Regions from separate parts of the Mus musculus genome. Here region 1 is linked to region 2. The links are chromatin contacts, called in public promoter capture Hi-C maps. All regions are on one chromosome and are shown on one strand. Each heading gives the region's core, a stretch centred on a gene start, on an enhancer-like site or on the middle of the called end of the contact. The rest is flanking DNA. Distances are from core to core; before and after follow the strand shown.

Evidence for each region. Promoter capture Hi-C pulls out the DNA fragments that hold promoters and counts their contacts.
Region 1: a contact with region 2 is called in a promoter capture Hi-C map of liver, with 3 times the contacts expected there. The contact joins the promoter of Cxcl1 here to the promoter of Gc in region 2.

The regions. Positions count from the first base shown.
Region 1 is chr5:90,889,076-90,892,830 of GRCm38.p6, forward strand. Cxcl1 (chemokine (C-X-C motif) ligand 1) reads left to right here and starts at 2,170. Exons shown (of 4, transcript NM_008176.3): 1 at 2,170-2,305; 2 at 2,395-2,518; 3 at 2,634-2,714; 4 at 3,433-3,755. The coding sequence starts at 2,236. The coding sequence ends at 3,448.
Region 2 is chr5:89,456,509-89,460,791 of GRCm38.p6, forward strand. It overlaps Gc (vitamin D binding protein), which reads right to left and starts at 1,390. Exons shown (of 13, transcript NM_008096.2): 1 at 1,153-1,390. The coding sequence starts at 1,210.

The DNA of each region.
Region 1 (3,755 bases), core at 920-3,419, 1.4 Mb after region 2:
TATTTTTTAGTTTCAATAATTTCATATCTTACTGGTTTGCTTTAGTTAACATTACTTTCAGTAACTTTTACTTGAAGGATACTTTACAGATGTTAAGTGGTTGTATTTTTATATTAGTTCTATGAGGGACATTTTTGAGACTTAATAAAGATTGGAAATGTTTTACATTGACTGTGTACATTCACTCATCCACTTGAGTGTGGATGCGCATATGTTAGTACAGGGGCCGGCTGAGGCATCAGGCGTTAGCTGTCCCTGGAGCTGGAATTACAGATGATTGGGAATTGCCTGATAATTGAACTTACCTCTTTTGCAAGAACAGAACATGCTCTTAGCTGCTGAGCCATTCCTCCAGCCCTAGTGAGCTTCTATTTTTAAGACATGACTCCAGTAGGTTGTTCTGTGATTTGCAGCTTGTATATATCAGCGGCATCCAGCTATAGTAAAACAAGGAGGAATTCTCTTATCACGGTACCCTTCAAAACAGCTAATCTTAGGAAGTTTGGAAACAGGTGTAGTGCTTGGTGAAGGACTCTCCTGTGCAGATGGCTACCATTTCCTTGCAGAGACCTCAGGGAAGAAGGGAGTAAGACTCAGCACAGATGACCTCTGAACTCTCATGGGGCATTAATCCTAATCTGAGTACCCCACCTTTATGATCATTCAATTTGTTGCCAATAAAGTTGTAGAGTACCACGTCTCTTCCTTTATTTGGTAGCTATTTGCAAAATGCTTAAATAGCACCCGGATGCTAGCACATTTCATCTTAGTATATCAGCTCTGTGAAGCAAATGCTACTATTGGCTTTCTTTTACAGATGAGAAACATACTTGAGGTTGGAGAGATTGCCAGTGACCATTGCGTGGGGACTCGTTGAAGCTGAAGTTTTAATCCTAATAGTCAGGCTGCCTCTGTAGCTCCACATGTAGAGTACACCCAGACCAAGGGTTTCTTACATGATAGCTCCAGTTCTCCCTCACAGAGACATAGAATCAATGGATGTTCAGCTAGGATCTACATTCAAATACCAACAATGACAAAAACAAACACAAACAAACAAACAACAATAACGACAACAATCTGGAGACCTAAGACTGCATTCAGGCAGATTCTGAAATTGTTTAAATAGAGAGCAACAAATATGTCAGTAATTATCTAAGTCTGGTGTATTGGCTCCTGAGTCTAAGAAGCACTTGGAAGGTGGGAGGAGAAGGCTTGGAAGTTCAATAGCTAGTTCTAGGTAACCCTGAGTAGTAATTAATAATAATAATAATAATAATAATAATAATAATAATAATATTCAAAGACTCAGTTTTACAATACAGATAGATTCAGATAGCATGAAAATAGTTGTACAAGTAGACTAATAGTTATATAAAGCCATAGCCCTTTGCTGTTAGACTGGTGCTTGTGACATCTGTGGCCTTTTATATCTAGGAACCCCCTCCTCAGCCCAGAAAAAAACCCACAGCTTTCCCGTGGACTTTCCTTAGTCAAAACAAAATATGACCTGCTATACAGCAGGGTAGGGATGCTTCAGGAACCACACCGGGAGTTCGGACTTTCGGGAAGTTCCCAAGCTCAAAAAACAAAGAGGAGATTGCTACAGCATTCTAAAATAAACAGGGACCTAACCTTGACAGTGATCTTTCTCCTCACCCTCTTCACATGCCTCCCTGATACAAACCACCAACTGTGATTTACCACAAAAACAGTTGGCAAAAGCAAACCACCTCACGTGGGATAAGAGAGGGTAGATGTCTTTTTAAAGAATGCGTTAATCTGCCACACTCAAAAAACAAGACAAGCTTCCATCCCCGCAAATCACTGTAGTACACCAAGTGGAATCCTAGGTGGCGTGGCGCCCACGTGCACATAACGCGTGTGACCCACCTCGCCCTGAGCACTGGAGACTCTGAAGTCTCACTACTCCTCCCCCCCCCAACCCCCCAGCCGTCACTTGTCCAGCGAAGCACGTCACTCCCTCCCCTTTGGGACTTTGGGGCAAAAAGCAAAAATCCCAGAGTCTAATCCTTGGGAGTGGAGCAAGGGGGAGGAGCGATGTCCTTTCCGGTTGCAGGGAAACACCCTGTACTCCGGGAATTTCCCTGGCCCGGAGCTCTGGAGTTTCGAGCATAAAAGGGGCTCGCGGGAGCCCTAGAGCTCCACAACAGGACTCAGAGCCTCTAACCAGTTCCAGCACTCCAGACTCCAGCCACACTCCAACACAGCACCATGATCCCAGCCACCCGCTCGCTTCTCTGTGCAGCGCTGCTGCTGCTGGCCACCAGCCGCCTGGCCACAGGTAGGTCTCGCCACTGCCACTGGGGGAGGAGGGACCTCTGGTGAGCGCAGCCTCCCACAGTCCCGCTGACCAAGAGTCTTCTCCCATAGGGGCGCCTATCGCCAATGAGCTGCGCTGTCAGTGCCTGCAGACCATGGCTGGGATTCACCTCAAGAACATCCAGAGCTTGAAGGTGTTGCCCTCAGGGCCCCACTGCACCCAAACCGAAGTCATGTGAGTATCTTCCCGGTTAGCTTCTGCCACTTCCAGACTCGCCCAAACCCTCCCGCGCCCCCACACTTCTCCTAGTGGGAATGCCTAACATGTGGGTCTATCCTTCTCTCTGCAGAGCCACACTCAAGAATGGTCGCGAGGCTTGCCTTGACCCTGAAGCTCCCTTGGTTCAGAAAATTGTCCAAAAGATGCTAAAGTGAGTTGTGACTTGTGTTTGTACCCGAGACTAGAGTCAAGGGTGGGAGTACTGGCATATGACCCCTGAACGTTAATTCTATCAAGGAAAGTCTGTGTTTATCAGGAGGTCGGAAAGTTGTGGTTATTATTTTGGTAATTGACCTTAATTTGAGATCATTAATTGGTTCTGATGCTAGAGAATTGTGTCCTCTTGGACACAATTACTATTGTATATTACACAATTACTATTGTGTATAATTATTACCACACTCAAAACCCCTATGCAAATGGTCAGTGGCAACAGTTCCTAAAAGATGGAGAAGTCGCCAATAGCCTTTAAAAGTCTCCTTAGGGGCTGGCAAAGCATGCCCGAGCCTTCTTTTGCCAGTGAGATTTCCCTGAGTTCAAGGCTAAGGTCTCTGTGAATGTTACATAATTTATTGAATTTAAGCCAAGTAGGGGAGATAATAGCAGCTATATCACAGAGTTGTGAGTGAGAGAGGATTAAAGTCACACTTGTAAATTAACCCATGCTGAAGTAGGTTTTTGTTTGTTTGTTTTTGTTTTTGTTTGTTTTTGTTTTCCAAGTCAAGTGATTGACTCCACAGGAACCGACAGTACAGAACTCTGGGTGCAAGTGTAGACATGTAGAAAGCCCATCTGGAGCCTCAGGGGCTGGAATAAAAGAAGAAAGGCTTTGATGACTATTTGTAACAATGACTCTTTTCTGATTGCAGAGGTGTCCCCAAGTAACGGAGAAAGAAGACAGACTGCTCTGATGGCACCTGTCTGGTGAACGCTGGCTTCTGACAACACTATACAATTTCTTTTGAGGGTCCTATTTATTTATGTATTTATTTATTCCACAAAGTGTGTGGTTTTTATTTTACATTAATATTTAACAGTGTGGATACATTTCATCGATGGTAGTTCAGTTCTGCTTGTTCAGTTTAAAGATGGGTAGGCTTAAAATATTTCATTAAACTAATATTTATTGGGAGACCACTAAGTGTCAACCACTGTGCTAGTAGAAGGGTGTTGTGCGAAAAGAAGTGCAGAG
Region 2 (4,283 bases), core at 140-2,639:
ATACATGCAGGCAAAACACCAACGCACATAAATTAGAAATAAAGTCAAGACTGAGTTTATTCTTGCCATCATTAATAAGTGATAATTCCCAGGGAGGCATATACTGCTGGTTAAATGTGTTATTACTATAAATATACATGAATGGTTTGAATGCTGCTGTCAAGAAAGAGTACTAAATGAACATCTTAATTTGACAAATCAGAGTGTGTGCAGATGCCCTTATAAGCATCAAAAAATAATCCAGAGATGAAAATTATTCAAAGGGAAATCTATAAAATAACACCTAAACTGTACAATAAAAGGCTAAATTAGGGTTTAGAGATCATCTGGAAAAAAATCAATGGAAACATCTCTGGAAAGTTTTCCAGTTGCAGAATTTATGAAGTTACACACATGTCCTGTGACCTGCTAGCACTGTCGGAAGCCTCAGAACACTGCAAAGGCCAATGTCCCAGGGCAAGGGTGATTTCCATGAAACACCACCCCTGTTACCTTGTTTATTATTTTATTTCAGAGATACTAAAGTTTCTTATTTTGTGTGAGAGGTATTTTTAAAAACTCTCGTTCCTTGCAACTGCTGAAGAGTACGATCCTCTAAGGAGGATCAAAGAGCTCTCTCAGCTGGCGTCTTGTACCACTGACATCGTGATGATACCAAGGAGGGTAAGCATTTGGGAAATAAAAATGCTTAGTTGTGTACCAGAGGCCCCGGTTGCATTATAGATCTTACTTATCCAATGTGGGGAGGAAAACTGAAAGCTTACATAACCCTACTTTCTTTTAGGAGTTGTTTTGCTTGTTTTCAGATGGTCTCGGGCAGCCCAGACTAGCCTTGAACTCCCTATGCAGCCAGTTCACCAGGGAAACTTGAAATCCCAAGATCCTCCCACTCTCACCTCCAGTGTTCTGAGGTTGCAGACATGCACCGCCATACCTGCCTCTATCTTTAGTGAGCTACTTATTTCTTATGTGTGGGGAGCATTTCTTACTAATGCTACATGGCCCAGCTGAGCTCAGATCGATCCCTCTTTGTTCCTTCTTTTATTGTCTTCTAGAGCATCCACTATTTCTTCTGTTAGTTACTCTTCAAGTTTTAAAGTGGCACTGGGAAATTAAATTAGCAATAGTTCTTAGTGAAAAGAGGAGCCTTACCTCTCTCTAGAGCGTGCCCAAAGGCTAAGGCCAGCAGGAGAACCAGAACCCTCTTCATTCTGCGACCAGAGAGTCTTGCAGCACCTCCTCTCACCTGCCGGCCACCACGCAAAAGGCAGGAGCACAGGATTTGCAAACGATCCTAACTAGAAACTCATCAATTATTAATCTCTGCCCAGAAGCAAGGGACAATCAGCCTTGTTCCCAAAAATAGATAGTAATATCATCATAAGGCAAATAGATACCCCTGGGGAATATGGAGGAGAGTCTGGGAGGTTTTAATCATTAACTTTGTCACTGGGAAAAGCCAAGGCATGTGGATACTTTCCCACTGCAGTTTTTCCATGGCATCTACTTAATGTACCAGTAGGGGTACACTTCCCTATTCTATATGGAGGAAAAGATATGTCTATGTCTTCTCTGGGTACTCCCTACCACTCCTATGTATTGATGGAAAAATTGGGAGCTGTGTTTCTTCCTTTCTTTTTCCTCCTGTTCTCCCTTTCTTTCTCTCTTTAAATCTAACACAAATAAGCATTATTTTAAAATATCACAGATTAGATATTTTAAGTTATGAGTAAAGAGCAAGAAGCCAGTTAATTTATTGCAATTCTCTAACTCCATGAATTTAATGTCATTAGGTAATTGTGGTGACATCATGCCTTATATCTATGTGTTACAGTGCACTATTGAGTATATGTTTAGAATAGCTCTTGAGATGAGAAAAATAATAGATGGAGAGCTTCAATGGCTGGCTTACCATTGCACATGAGCATGTGAGTACCCACCACACACACTCACACACACGATGTGATGTAAAAATCTTAGGACCACTGCAGATCAGTTAGAGATCCCTCTACTACCATGTGTTTGACATATTTTATAATAGCATAACTAAAAAATTCACAGGGACCTTTTAGGACTTGATATCTTGCATCTCTATCTTAGAAAAGAGAGTCTTCCCTCATGTGAATCCTGTACCTTGCCCAGAATGTCAGATATTGATCTTACACTGACATTGGGTCCTCAGGTTCAGGAACCACAGTCTTAGCCAGCTCTTATTTCTGAATAATATAGATTTATTTCTCCTCTCTAGACCCATTGTTCAGTTGTGAACTCTTAGGGGGGGGGTTGTTGGTTTATTTGTTGTTTATTTATTTATGTATTTATGTATGTATGTATGTATGTATGTATGTATGTATGTATGTATGTATGTATTGCTCTTCCCTTAGTGTGGGATTAAGATGAACCATGTGCCGGATATCTAATGCATGTTTGCACGCATTAATGTTCTTTCATTTCTCCTAGTTATTCTCCCTGACTACTCATGTTTCCAACATCTGAGGATAGCATAGGAACCACGGAAATCTACATTCCATTTGAAGATTTAAAATTCAACCCCATGTCTGGGCTCTTAAAGATAGGTGCCTGAGAATGCCCTTACCAATCAATTCAGTGGTTAAAGATTAGCTGTGCAGACAGAGTCCACCAACATCTCAAACCACAGTAAACAGTTACCTGCTTAGTCAGATCAACAACTGTATGGGAAGTGAGTGGGTGTTAGGTTCAGTGGTGTAAGATTAAATAGGAACTATTTCTTTAAAAGCCAGTGGAACCCACACAGCAGAAGATATCAACAGAGGCCACAAGCATTGCTGAAGACACACAGGCAGCTTCCTGCTCACCCACTACCTGCGTTCTGTGTAAAGGTTAATTTCATGTGTAATACAAGCCTGCATGATTTTCTTTCCCTTGCGAAAGTTAATTTAAAGGAAGTTTTATTCTTAACTACAAATATTTGGAAACAGATGTCTCAAAATATCAAAACCACCAAGAACACACAGATTGGTACAATTGTTAACAGGTTTGTATATTTTTAATGCCAAGATTACACTATAAATATCATTAGAATCTACATAGTATCTCAGTCATGTTCTCATAATTTGTTTTTTAAAAGATACATTTAGACTGTTTTCCATGAGTGCTTGCAACAAAATTTAAGACTAGCCCATATCTATTTTTTTTTTCAAATTATAGCTCTATCTGTGTTTTGGAAATACACTCTTGCTGTTTAATGATAAACTACATGTTGCAAGAATTGCAACATCTGAATTAGGCACATTCTTGAGAAATCTCCACACAAGCTGCCAAAAACAACTTTCAGGGATGCATCTGTCTTTTTCTAACTGAAGATCAGCACAAATGCACCCATTTCAGTCTGACCTTGGTGTCTCTTCTTACTCTTCTACTGCTGTCCTAAAGTAGAGCAGAAATACACAAAAGTGGCCTAAAGGACACCTTGTGTGACAATTGTTAGTAGTAAATCTAATGTGAAGAAAACTGAGACCAAATCAAACTTCAGAGCCTGTAATAGAACAAGCATTGTAGAAACTGATGAATTTATTGTAGAGATACACATTTAATTAAATATTTAGGTAGTGGACTTGTACAGGCATGTTCTTTATATAGGTAATTTATTTAGGAGTGAAGATGGCTCCAATGCTCTTATCTGACCTTTGTGGGCACTTGCACATATGCCACACACACACACACACACACACACACACACACAAATTCAAATGAATAAATCTTAAACATCTTATCAAAAGTGGCTTCTCTTTTTTCTCTGTCCTTCTCTTAGCTTCAGAGGAAACGTAGACTCTTGTCCTCATCAGGGGAAGCTGGGAGGAGAGAGGAAGCAGCAGGGCCATTCTTTAGTTCTTCCTGCTGCATTTCTCTTTTCTAAATGGCTCTCAGGTCTTGCACTCTGAACTAAACCAGTGTCTCTGGCGTCTGATGCTGCCAAAGACTGCAGGGAAATGCCCCAATACCTTACTCCAGTAGAAATGACTTCTTCCTGGGAGTTCATCTGCCTTGTGACCTGTATTCTATTAAATTTGCCATCAAAATATTTGTCTGATAACTGATAAATTGGATAATAATATTTTAAATAATATCCCACATTTAAAATGTATCTACCACTCCATAAGTTATTATTTAGAGTGTTGAGTCTAGTTAGCAATTTAGAAATGCCTAATGACTAACAGTGATGATCACTTGTAGTGTGGCTGATTGCTAAATTCTATTTTAACCTAACTGAAATCTTGTGCCCTTTGAGCAAAGTCTTGGTC